Linked DNA regions of Bicyclus anynana: all the other regions are linked to region 1. Evidence: chromatin contacts called from public Hi-C data. All regions are on one chromosome and are shown on one strand. Each heading gives the region's core, a stretch centred on a gene start, on an enhancer-like site or on the middle of the called end of the contact. The rest is flanking DNA. Distances are from core to core; before and after follow the strand shown.

Region 1 (4,517 bases), core at 1,637-4,136:
ACAGGTTTGTGAACTGCTTAAACAAATATTCGTACTTTAGATATTATGACGCAAACTTTTGTTAACTTAAAAAGATTAAATAAGTGATATTTATTAATAATTACCATTGTAATGTCTTTAACAGTAATTAAGTAGTTAGAAAGTGTTAAGTTTTACTTTCAAAAATATTATAATTCGCTGTCTCGTACTTGCTGTCTCTATCCCAAAAAATCTAAACTCAAACTAAAGCATTTGATATGGATATTATAATCTCCGTAAATTAGGTAATTATATTGAAAAGTTAGCGTTTATAAAATTTACAAGTAATTACTCAATAGTACTTTTAAGACAACGCGTAGTATAGCTAAGTTTGTTTTGAGCTTCTTATTAATTATCTTCACTTGTAAATATGTATGTAAGAAAATCTTGGAATCTTAATGTGACCCACTTCCCGGTCTTGATTAATGAAATTTTGCACACGCTCTGAGTTCTGATGACAATACATGACTAGCTAAGAAACGTCATTACAAATCCAATATGGCGGCCTCCCCAAGATGGCGGACAGGCTGTTTGAAATCAAATGAAATCAAATGCCAGGGTTTGCTGTCAGGAATACGAAAATTAGTGCGTGCTAAAAACGTGTTTTTTAGATTTTTAATCTATTATATTATTAGAGTAGCTACGTTTGGAAACTTCATAGCTTTATTTTTTTACGACTTTAATTACCGCAAAAAAGTTTACTAATATGCAAACTTACCGTGCATGTTATTAATTAATAAAGTTTTTCATTAGGTATGTACATACTTACTTTTTGTTTTTTTGCTAGGCTACTAGTTACTACCTGATACCAACGACCTTGAACAATAATTTGCTTTTTTTACCGGAAATGTTGCGAGTTTTACTAACTATTTTTGCATCAGTTACGTAAAACTTACGTTTACTTACAAGCTATTAAAGAAAAATGTAACAACTTTATGTGTAAGTTTCACGACACAAGAGTAAGCCGTTTTGGAGTGAAAAATCATATCAAGATAAAAACAGCACTTTTTAAAATTGCTATTTTAGAAAACAGAAAACTTTGTTCTGCAGAAACTGAAGTTTTTATAACATTTATAGTCAATATACTTACGTTTATTTAAACGTATATACTTACGTTTAAATAAACGTAAGTATATTCGGTTAAGAGACTGAGTAAAATATTTGTTTTAAATAAGATTAATTACTTAAAGTTCTTGTTTAGGCGATAGAGTAGGAAGTTTAATAACGAAGGCGATAATATAAAGTGGTTAACATAATTCACCTGTAGTTTATTTTTAAAAGTGTCACGAACCAAACCGTTCATTGGTCTCTTATTTTCAAATAAGGTGTGTTGTGCTCAATACGTTCGTACCTACCTACTTTTATATATAAATAGAGCAGCATTGTGTGTAGGATATTGATTGTTTAGTATAATAATGTTATCGGTTTTCATTCATTTATATTAGTTGATTGTACAACGGTCGATATTCGACCGGTCCAATTCTACAATGAAATGATAAGACTCGTATCTAGGTACGTTGTAAACAATTATTGTGATTAATGAAATAGGCGTGTCAACATTTTGTTTCACTTTATTTTTTTTTAACATAATTGATAATACATTTTATTAATTAGCCTTGGAAATATTTCTCTATAAATACAAATTAACTTCTTTAAATCTTGCCTTCTGTGCACGATTCCTATGAAGCGGTTTAAATTTTTCCTTTTAATAACTACACCTGTTATCTATTGTTTTGAAATTGTGGGATTAAACCCAACCAAAAAAATACATAAAGTTTGGTTTGTTTACAGACCGGCATTTTAGGGAGCTCTTTACGCGACGAAAACTATATGAAACACCGATTCGTTGATTCTTGATCTTCGACAGGGAAGACAGGGTCTAGCGAATCAGGCCCTTATATAATTCGATAAAATATAACCCAATTTATTAGTGATTATTTTTAGATAACACTAAAGGCGGCACAATAAAACATCATAGGGATGTTTAATGGTCATTCTAAAATAAAATATAAAACATTTTAAATTTTAATCAGTATCATGAAGATATGTGTATAAATATAGACATGTGTATTTTTTTATTAAAATTTTTATTAAATAGGTATACTATTTTTCTTATTTGAATTGTTAATTTATCAGTACTCTGTCGCCCTCGTCAGTCCCCTGGCTATGTGGCAAAATCTGGAAAAATTTGATCCTTAAAAATAGAATATTCATTAGATTAGCTATCTTACATACCCAAATTTGTAGAGATATAACTTCAAAACAATACTGAACAAAATATGCCTAAAAGTTCCCGATTTTCGTAGAATCACACAGATGTCTTTTAAAATTGGACATGTTTAAAATATTCAACAAACCTTGTGCAAAATATCGTAAAGGGCAGTGCCCCTATGTTCATTGAGCATCGTTACGTCTTGTTGCACTGCAGGCAACCAGTGATTTATCCGTCAATTGTTAGGAACGATTCAACTGACGACGCACTCATTCGTAAACGGACATACGGCTATTCCACTTACATCAGATCACTATTAATACTGAATTAATAGGCTTATGTTTAATGATCAGGTGAGAACGACACGCTATTAAGCAAATCCTTAATCTACTTAATACTATCTACTAAAAGTAGGTTCATGTTCCGTGTACATATATAATTAATGTGAAGTGTTCAATGGATTTATGCAGTGTCAAGAAATGTAAATGAGTTTACAAAGGCCTAAAAAGACAAAATTCAAGATGTGGAAGGCATTCATACATAGGAAAAGAAAATACAGTGACAGTTTACAATGCGATACGGATTCATACGCCGCTCTAGCGGCGATGCAGGGAGGTAGCGCGGCTACACTACCGCCATCCCTCGATGCATTACGAGCATGTAAGTATTTTTTCTACTCGCCGCTAGATGGCAGCATTCGTAACTAAAACTGGCCGGATAAAATGTATACATCCAGTCTGGTCATTTTAGTAATTTCTTTATCCAAAATATTAATTGATATTTTGACTGGTTTGCTAGAATAATTCAAGTTCTTATTTAATTTTCAATAAATTTTATCAATTGAATGGGTAGGCATTTTGTTCGTAAGGTATGGGAACATCAAAGGAAGCTAACAATAACCAATGATTTTAAGAAAACATGATTCATACAATTGTATAACGATGCTGAGCATAACAAAAGGAGACTTTAGTTATCTTTATAAGGTCAACAATGAATTGCTGAGATTACCTTCGTGATCAACGATTCAAGGGCACAAGAATGAATGAAAATTGACAGCCGAGATAAAGTAAATTCAGCTGTAATAAGGATGAGGTGTAACGGAAATTAGATCTCAGTTCATTAGAGTTAAAATATATCGTAAAAGTGGATATGACCTCTCCCTTCGATTCGAAAACGGTGAAGGAAAAAAAAACATCGTGAGGAAACATGCATACATGAGAATTTTCAATTCTTTACGTGTGTGTAGTCTGCCAATCCGCATTTGGCTAGCGTGGTGGATGGAGTAAGGCCTAACCCCTCTCGTTCTGAAAGGAGACTCGTGCTCAACAGTGAGCCGAATATGGGTTGGCCACTACGCCGGCCAAATACGGATTGGTAGACTACACACACGTAGAAAATTAAGAAAATTCTCATGTATGCAGGTTTCCTCACGATGTTTTTCCTTGACCGTTTGAGACTCGTGATACCTATTTAATTTCTAAATATACACATAACTGAAAAGTTGAAGATGCATGCCCCAGACTGGATTCGAACCTACGCTCTCCGAATCGAAGGCGGAGGTCATATACACTGGGCTATCACGTCAAGTCATTATCAGAGTAATTATTCAGAATAATCACAATTTCTCTCGTCAGATAAAAAGGGTACAGTATACTATTCTGTAACGATGTTCTTTTAATGTGTGAGTTTCGAGTTTGTCTCTATCTCTATCTAACACGATACTATGGATAGAGTGAAATAGAGACGAATTGGGACAGCCTGTGTAGCGTCGCAGCACCGGTTCACTCACACTTTTATTTAACTACCCTATAATGATTATTCTTGCTATTTATCCTCTTCTGTTTGTTAATTACTTTTGTTCCTAAATATTGTATTATGCAATAATAACCTGTGCACAGTAAAACCAACTGTGGTTTGTGTTGCACTATGGTTAGGCTTAATTTAAATGTGTTTTTTGTTGAATAATAAATAAATAAAAAAAAAATATATTCGCAACTCACATTGACGATTAAAAACATTGTAACCGAATAGCGCTACTGGTCACTTGGTCAGAGGGATATGTAGTATTTTACACTTGTGTCGCATGTTTTCATAACCTAAAACAGTCATTGGATAGGCCTTGGTAACTTATACGGACACAATTGTCTTTGTCCGAAGCAAAAAGCGTGAAAGGACATCACTTGGCAATCCCGCAGAACCCCTATTTGTATAGCGATGGAACAATGAGATGGCCATAAAAGAAACTGAGAATAAATCCACTACTCATTGTAAGACTATACTGTAGTCA
Region 2 (4,464 bases), core at 1,031-3,530, 37 kb before region 1:
TGACCCGGAAAAAGTTTTCCTGCCACATTCTTTCATACAACAATACGAAAATTGCGAACAAGTTTACGACCTATTGTCATACCTGCGAAATAATGCAAAAAAAAAAAACATTAATTCGGTCAACCCGTTTTGGACATGTGCAAAAACCGTGACACGACATTTTTACATGTCAAATTATTTAAACATAGAATTATATCATAATTTAAGGTATAAATTAAGTTTTATGCCATTCCTTGATGTCTTTTGTCAAAGGCAAAAAAAGTGATATCATACAGTAGGTCTCAGTTATTTTGATGTTTATTTTAATAGGTTGTTAATAAAGACCAAATTAGTGAATAGGCCAGCAGGTTTACATAGAACGCTTATTTGGACGTTATCAAATTGTCATGAGTGATTCGTATTTTGTAGTAAAGTCTAATTTAATTTCTACTAATACGCTCTAAGATTTTTCAATAATAGACACGAGTAGTTCATTCAATAGAAATGCATACACTTTTGTAACGTTAATCTGTTTAAATAAAATTAAACGACTGTACGAGGTCGAAAAGGAGAGATTCTACTGAATTCTACTCATTTACATTTTACAGAAATTAGTTTTATTGTATTTACGCCAATTAGCTAAACTATCCAGAACATTGAATTACCTACTTTTATATGATAAACATACAGAGGAACAAAATGTAGCTTTAGTATTTCTTAATGATTAAAAACATTTTACTTAAATATAGACCTACAAGGTGCCTCTTTCGTATATAGTATAACAAAGGCTTCGAACAGGTTTATAATGAATTAGATTATGTTCTTTTCCTTTAAATTTTGAAGACACGCTATCATATTAAAATTGGACCGTTGTATATTGTTTAACTAACTGTTTAAGAAATTAAATATCACGTGTCTCAATCGGTGAAGGAAAAACATCGTGAGGAAACCTGCATACCAGAGAATTATCTTCATTCTCTGCGTGTGTGAAGTCTGCCAATCCGCATTGGGCCAGCGTGGTGGACTATTGGCCTAACCCCTCTCATTCTGAGAGGAGACTCGAGCTCAGCAGTGAGCCGAATATGGGTTGATGACGACGACGATATTGTTTAAGGTATACTTGGCCGATTTTAAGATAAACTTCAATAGTATTTGGTATCAGAAATTTAAGATGCGATAACCTCTATTCAATTTAAACATTGCGTCGATTGAAGTGATTCAGGCCGTATTAGAAAGGAGATAGAAGGACGTGGGAATATAATTGCTATAATTATAGAAATATGTATTATTAATACAGCACATGCGTCGTTGTATGTAATAAGTATCGTGACATTATCATTGAGTCAAGTTGTATAATGACCTATTCAATACACATACTTTGCATTCTGTTTTCTGCTATTTTATTTATAAGTAACGCGATTCATTTCATTGTTAGACAAAATTACTTTAAAATAAATTTCACGATATAATATTATGTGTACAAGTAGCATACGACTAAAGATTTTATAATAGAGATATGCAGTGGCGAGCACAAGGTATGCACTATAAGTGCAAAAAAGGTATGCACTATAAGTAAAAAAACATAAATTACCTAACACGTCAAAACCTAGGCGAACAAAAGGGGTTAATTGTCTTAGTAAACGACGAAAGTTATTTAATACCCAAATATTGTCTACAATATCGAGTTGTGTTTAGGAAGTGTAAAAACTATATACACCTACATAAATATATCATGAAATTAAACACAAAATTGTATATGTGTGCGCTCAGTGGAGTAGGTAACTAAATTCGGTTCACTTTTTGCGATGATTTTATAAAATGTCGTTAGATACGACATTCATAATAATGTCGTATACCTATGTATATCGGTGTCTAATAAATTGCTTTGATTCTACTACATTATAATGTATTGATGCCTGTTATTTCTAACTTTAAATGACTACCTGCCATTGAATATAATGTTTATTTTGACATTTTTGTTTCTCAGGCTGCCAATAACAACGGAGAATACGCGACTCGAAGCCTACCTCGAGTGAGAATAGATGGAGGCAACACAGCCGGTAACGGAGTCCGGTTACGATGCTGGGCTGCACCGCCTTCTATTACAGAAGAAGAAGCCGAAGATGATATCGAAGAAGATGCCATTTCATTACGGGCTTTACCGTCGCAAGGTAAGCTTACATTTAAAAGCAACGGTATTTTAAATTGTTCTAGCGCCATCTAGCGTTGAATAGTGGTACTACGCTAAGCTGCGATGTTGACTGAATATTGTAAGTGCGCCATCTGTAGAGTATGTTGAATTGTTATTTTTTGACACTAGATGTCGCGTGTGTTTGAAGTGTATCTACTACACCCTAGATGGCTTTTATTGTAAATAAAAAGTAAAATTTTTAGACAAATAATGTAAACTTCTTAATTACTGTGTCTATGATGAATAAGTCATTCTTTTTTTGAATATTATTTTTATTTTAGAATCTTTTTTTACATTGTTGTAATAGGTAATTAATTTTTACATTGCATTTAGTTAATTCGTTTTTTTTTCTAGTAAACATGGTTTTCTAGTAAAAGTGGGTCATTAGTCACAGTCCATTACATGCATTTCTTTACAACTGTTGACGTTTTTTATACTGTTTATGAGTTTAGAATAAAATTATGTCGCAAGACAGGGTTGAAACAGGGGTTTTGTCGAGAATATAAGTTAAAAAAAAATCAATAGTAAATGAAATTAAACATAGGTAGGATACCTATTCATTAAGTTATTAAGATAATAGAAGAATACGAAGAAGTACTAGATTTTGAAGAATATTACAGGTACAGTACTTGGGCCGCGGTATAGGTTTGCGGGCTAGATCCTCATCGATTCCCCCACAGATTTTAATAATAGGTAAAGTGAATAACTTCTAATAAATATTTTAATTATGTTTTTTTTAATGTTTTTAGTTACTAATTAAAAATAATAACGATTATTTTGTGTCAGCCCTAAAGTAAATGACAATTGATGTGGAGTGACGCTTGTGCACCCATCCGCTACAAATCGATTAGAGTGAGTTTACGCCCCGGCCGCATACTTACGACTGTTTGTCTGTTCCTATTACGGATGTCCAGATTATTTTTAAAATTCCTTACGAAAGGTGACTTGATGTCAACTTGGAAACTTTGTATCTATGGATTATTTTAAAGATATGACTAAAACATACTTGCTTGAAACACAATTCATATTTTTTAGTGAGTTATAAAAATATAATAGTAGTCTTAAAAATAAGCTATTATAACGAGGCACTAGAAACTCATAATGAATATTTTATACCGTAACTAGCTGACGCCGCGCGGTTTCACCCGCGTGGTTCCCGTTCCTGTAGGAATACGGAGATAATATATAGCTTATAGCCTTCCTCGATAAATGGGCTATCTAACACTGAAAGAATTTTTCAAATCGGACCAGTAGTTCCTGAAATTAGCGCGTTCAATTGAACAAACAAACTCTTTAGCTTTATAATATTAGTATAGATTTTATGCAAAAGCTTTATCGGCCAATGAGCCAGCTATAAGAAAGCCATAATGGCGATAACTCTAACACAATTGGGTCAGCGTGGTGGACTATTGGCTTAACCCATCTCATTTCTGTAAGGAGACTCGTGCTCAGCAGTGAGCCGAATATGGGTTGATAATGAGAAACGTTTGGATAACAAGAAATTGATTGAAAGATTGGAGTGGATTTTTAGGGTTTCGCAGTCCACAAGGAACCCGCCATGTTTTGCCATGTCCGTCTGTCTGTCCGCGGTTTAGCAAAGAGACTATTACTACTAGAAAGCTGTAAATTAACATGAGTATGTACAATAATAATGTGAACAAAGTTTTTTTTTAATTTGATGTGGTAGATATCTATTACCTAAACTAAACAACATATTTAGTATTAATACAGTTAGTTTTTAGCTATAATACTTAGTCAAAATACAGATAAAATAGGTAATACATCTAGCGTCTAAAAGGTTATCGTACGTTTGCCGGTAACATTTATTGATTTCAAAATGGTCTAAAAATAAAAAAAAAAACAAATTTATGATTAAAATAAATTGAATTATCTATGGACGGTACGCTCAATAAAGCGCATTTCAGAAGCAATACAGTTTTCATAGTCTGCCGGCCGCCGCCCTTCGCTCGTCTGGCGCAATCGAGCTAAAATGGACACAATTAGGGTCCGGCGATTTTAATTGACATTGCTCCCTTGACGGTGTGACATTTAATCCCCTTTGCGATAAAACAACTAAAGTGTTAACGCGTAGCATATTTAAAAAAAGACAATAAAAATGTCACCTGATTTTGCTTTAGTCCATCGTTTACATGAAAAAATATGTTTTTTTTTATTTATATTAGACTTGCGCTTGACTACAATCATGCCTGGTGGAAAGTATGATGAGGTCTAGGTTGGAGCGCGCTTGCCTAGAAAATGCCTATTCGCTCTTGTCTTGAAGGTGCACAAATCAT
Region 3 (4,471 bases), core at 1,010-3,509, 50 kb after region 1:
CTAACCCGCATTACGAGTATATCATCGCGGTAGGTCTTAGCTACACATCCCTCTATAATAATAATTATGAGGCTTGTGCAAACAATTGGGTTAATAAATTATTTTTTTCTCTCATTTATTTATTACTTCTTTTTTTTAAATTTTTAACAATATAAGTATAATAAAATACAAAACATTATTAAAAATTTATAAAAAAAAATTCACCCTCCCGCTGCGGGACATTTGAGTGTCCAAGCAACCGGTGGTCAGGGCTCCAGAGTGAGGAACCTCCTCACAATACGCGCCGTCTCAAGAATCACTGCCTTTTGTATCCGACTCTTGATCCAACAGTTAAGCGAAAGCTTCTTAAGATGTTGGTCGAAGCTTTTCGCTATAAGACCATTGACTGAAACAACTATCGGAACAATAATAGTTGACTCAACATTCCACATGGCGGTAATCTCGTGAGCAAGGTCCAAGTATTTTGATACTTTTTCCTTTTCGGCTTTAACCAGATTATCGTCATGTGGAACAGTAATATCAACAATTATTGCACGACGCACTGACCGATCGACTAGCACTATATCAGGTCTATTGGCTACAATATACCTGTCAGTGATAATCGTTCGGTCCCAGTAGAGCAATGCACTGCTATTTTCAAGAACTGACGCTGGGTCGTACCTATAGTAAGGCATCTCAAAATCGATAAGGCCATATTGAAGAGCAAGCTGTTGGTGGATTATCTTGGCTACTTGATTATGTCTGTGCAAGTATTCGCCGTTAGCAAGGTGAGAACACCCGGACACAATATGCCTAAGGGACTCCCCAGGACGATGACACGCTCGACAGATGTCTAGAGTGCCATCTTTCATAATGTGTTTCCGGTAGTTTCTCGTCTTTATAACTTCGTCCATAATTGCACAGACAAAACCCTCGGTTTCCCCAAAGAGGTCACCGAATTGCAACCAAGATACAGATGTTATTTGATCTACATCCGGCCCAGTAAGGGCCTTGTAGAATCGTCCATGCAACTCCTTGCTCTTCCATATTGCCACACGATCTGAGTTACTGATTACTATAGGCTTGCGCCAGTTCTCTTTGCCTAGGGATAGCGGGGTAAGTCCCTTATCCACTGCAACGACATCCTGATACATACTCACATTCATCTTGAGAAAATGATCTCTGAGATTGCACACCTCACGATTATGGAGGTTCCTGGCGTTTAAGAAGCCACGTCCTCCACACTTGCGTGGGAGGTACAATCTCATTACAGATGAACGGGGGTGATGCATCCGGTATGACGTCAGCAGTTTGCGGACTTTACAGTCCAGGGAATCCAGTTCGGTTTGAGTCCACTTTAGAATGCCAAAAGTGTATATGAGTAAGGGCATGACCCAGCTATTAAAGGCACGCACCTTGTTACCGCCTGATAAAAGACTTTTTAGGACTTTTTTCAGGCGGCCAAAGAAGCGTTCCTTCACTACCTGTTTCATATTCCCTGCCTCAATACAAAGTAAATAAATTATTATTATTAGCTGCCCTAATTTTGTACTATTCATTTTTTGAATGTAATATATAGGTATAATATTATAAACAGGAAAAATATTGATTCTTTGTTTGTTTGTTTGCACTGAATAGGCTGGAAAGTGTAGCTTTGATGTAAAGTTAGGAGAGTTTCGGGACGTTAATAACACAACTGATATGTATAAAATTAGTTAATCACTTAAATAAATATTATAATACATAATTATTTAAGTAAATAAATAAATGTTGCATTCAGTATTCGTTCGATTAATTAAAAATACCCTGAAAAGCTGAAAAGCTTCCCTGAAATTCGAGTTAGTCTTCGTAATCTTCCTTAAAGAATAGATTCCTGTTACAACTGATAACATTATTTGGCTGGTGGGAGGCTTCGGCCGTGGCTAGTTACCACCCTACCGACAAAGACGTACCGCCAAGCGATTTAGCGTTCCGGTATGATGTCGTGTAGAAACCGAAAGGGGTGTGGATTTTCAACCTCCTCCTAACAAGTTAGCCCGCTTCCATCTTAGATTGCATCATCAATTACCATCAGGTGAGATTATAGTCAAAGGCTAACTTGTCAACAATAAAAAAAAATAAAAAATACAAGCGGTCATCTTAAGGCTCAAAGCATTGAGATGCTCGTATTTCCCTGACAAAGAGGAAAGCTACTTAACGCACCGCCTCAGAATTATCCCGTACATTGCACTCGGACGTCTATTTATATCGATATTCTGACACGTTCAGTTGGCAATCGGTCCCGTTGTACGCAGCGACACTTTTTACCATTCATACTTTCAACGTTGACGTAACATTTCAAACCCGAGCTTGTATTCAACGCAGTCCCCGCATTCTGCAAAGTTACACCGTTGTGACATCGTTCGTCTCCATGGCAACTTCGTTGTTAGTAACATTTTAATTTTGACATCCTTTAAACACAAAGTTCCAATTCGAGAATGTTATAGGCGAAAAGTTCGTCGGCGAATTTAAAATAGCGGAATCGCAATCCGGATAGGTGATTTTCAACGTCTCTTAATTAACTATTATTATAGATGTACATATGAGTTTATTACACCAATGGTTTTAATTTATTAAAGCGTTTCATATTATGTAGATTGTAGGTATATAAAGAAAGCATGTGTGTTATTCATTAGAGTTTTCAAACATGAAATTCATAGGTATACCTATAATTTTGAAATCAAAATGAATCAAAATTGTTTAATTTTTCCTGTTTGTAGTGACCGAGCAGACAATTATTCAAAACCCCATCACTATAGAATCTATAGTGATGGGTTTTTATCTATAGTACCTATAGATCAACGAAATATCGTTGTTGTAGATAGATGAGAATAGTTGCTTCAATTTGCAAAATATTAATCTTAATTTGTGTATTAAACGAGTACCTAATATACTGGTCAAAAGAACCGGTATTCAAAATGGCATACACAATAGAAACGAGTGAAATTTGGGCCACCTACAGGAAATGATAGTATTTTAACTTTTACACTTACGTGGTTTTGTTTGTAAATTTAGGGAAACAATAACTTTTAAAAGCATACCTACCTACCTACTTATGTGAAATTAAAAAGTTTAGATTAGATACTAAGGAAAAATGTCTCAAACCATCTGTAACAAATAATCACCTCTGGAAAACACCTGGAAAATGCGTACACAATATTTTTATGATGTTATTTATAACTTAAACAATAATTTTCTTAAAGTATACCTACTTGGATAGGTTTTTCTGTAGCTAAATTTTAGGTGTTTCGATGTACAGCGCCATCTACCTGAAGTAATAAGAAATGCTGAAGTTGAACTGGTTCTGCTACTTAACGCTAGAGTGCGCTACGCACCAGTCTGCCAAAGGAGTTAATTTACCAGTTATTTTACAAATTTAATGTAATAATAATGATTTTAATATTTTTCATTCAATTGTAAATTAGCTAATTAAGTTTAAAAATTCAATTATTTAGTAGAAACACTTGTAAATCTGTATGACTTTAATTTATTGCAATTTACCATTTGTGAACATTCAGAACATTCAGCGCTGGTTTTTAGTAGATTCTTAATTTCGTAGACTGTTTCAGCAGTCAGCCCTACTCGATGTGTACCTACTGTTTACCAACAAACAAATTAAAAATGACGTTTAAGATCGCTAGTCATTTCACACCTAATAATAATTATAATTAACTTGTTCTTAAATTGATGAAAATAAATTTGATTAATAAGCTTAGAACAATAATTAGATGTAGTTAAATAGGTATATTTTGAATAATATTTTACAAAAAAAAAACAATACATAAATAAATAAGTTATAAAATGACATGCGTTTTCTAAATTCATTTTTAATTTGTGTGTTGTTAAACAGTACACATCAAGTAGGGCTGACTATAATGTTGATAATATAGTAAATAAATGATACAACTTGTGACGAAAGTGTTACGTAAAAGCACTCGACATTTATTTTCAGCTTTACGTCATTTGCCAATTTCACTTTATCATAATTTTAATTCCACCAATAAGTACATATAGCCTTGTCTTATGTTCATGAAATACATATTAATAAAAGTGGAAGTTACAGGAGGTTATTGGATAACATATAGGCAATTTTTTTCCATCCAGCCATCCATATCCACATCCATGGTTGGGGACCATGGATGTTTGCGCGAAAAATTGAAATTCGCGGGGAAAAATTTAAAAAACGAAGTCGCGGGCGATCGCTAGTTCATAATAAAGTAATGAATTTGGACAACTTGTAATGAAAGTGTTACGTAAAAAGCGCACATTTATTTTCAGCATTCTGTTTTTGTTTTTTTTTTAAAGAATATTTGCCATATATGTATTTTTTTAATATGTTCAATATTCCCATTTCCCTCCAAGTAGTCGGGAAATACTGTATTAGGAGTCGGTACGACAATAGACCAACGGAGTGGGGATCGAACCACCACCCCTCGGTGATAAGTCCCACTGC

Evidence for each region. A called contact is a pair of places that touch in the nucleus more often than the background predicts.
Region 2: a Hi-C map of whole body shows a contact between it and region 1, with 4 times the contacts expected there. The contact joins two enhancer-like sites. A contact is called at or near these places in 2 of 2 Hi-C or Micro-C datasets (whole body and whole larva).
Region 3: a Hi-C map of whole body shows a contact between it and region 1, with 3 times the contacts expected there. The contact joins two enhancer-like sites. A contact is called at or near these places in 2 of 2 Hi-C or Micro-C datasets (whole body and whole larva).

What each region holds. Positions count from the first base shown.
Region 1 is chr4:14,108,010-14,112,526 of ilBicAnyn1.1, forward strand. All of the region lies in intron 4 of LOC112054536 (ras GTPase-activating protein raskol), which reads left to right. Among protein-coding and RNA genes, the nearest start is that of LOC112054535, 100 kb to the right of the region's middle. Within about 2 kb of position 2,887, at least 8 of the 8 cell types and tissues checked have open chromatin away from gene starts, as enhancers often do.
Region 2 is chr4:14,072,086-14,076,549 of ilBicAnyn1.1, forward strand. It overlaps LOC112054536 (ras GTPase-activating protein raskol), which reads left to right. Exons shown (of 19, transcript XM_052881290.1): 4 at 1,967-2,150. Among protein-coding and RNA genes, the nearest start is that of LOC112054536, 92 kb to the left of the region's middle. Within about 2 kb of position 2,281, at least 5 of the 8 cell types and tissues checked have open chromatin away from gene starts, as enhancers often do.
Region 3 is chr4:14,158,947-14,163,417 of ilBicAnyn1.1, forward strand. All of the region lies in intron 4 of LOC112054536 (ras GTPase-activating protein raskol), which reads left to right. Among protein-coding and RNA genes, the nearest start is that of LOC112054535, 54 kb to the right of the region's middle. Within about 2 kb of position 2,260, at least 1 of the 8 cell types and tissues checked has open chromatin away from gene starts, as enhancers often do.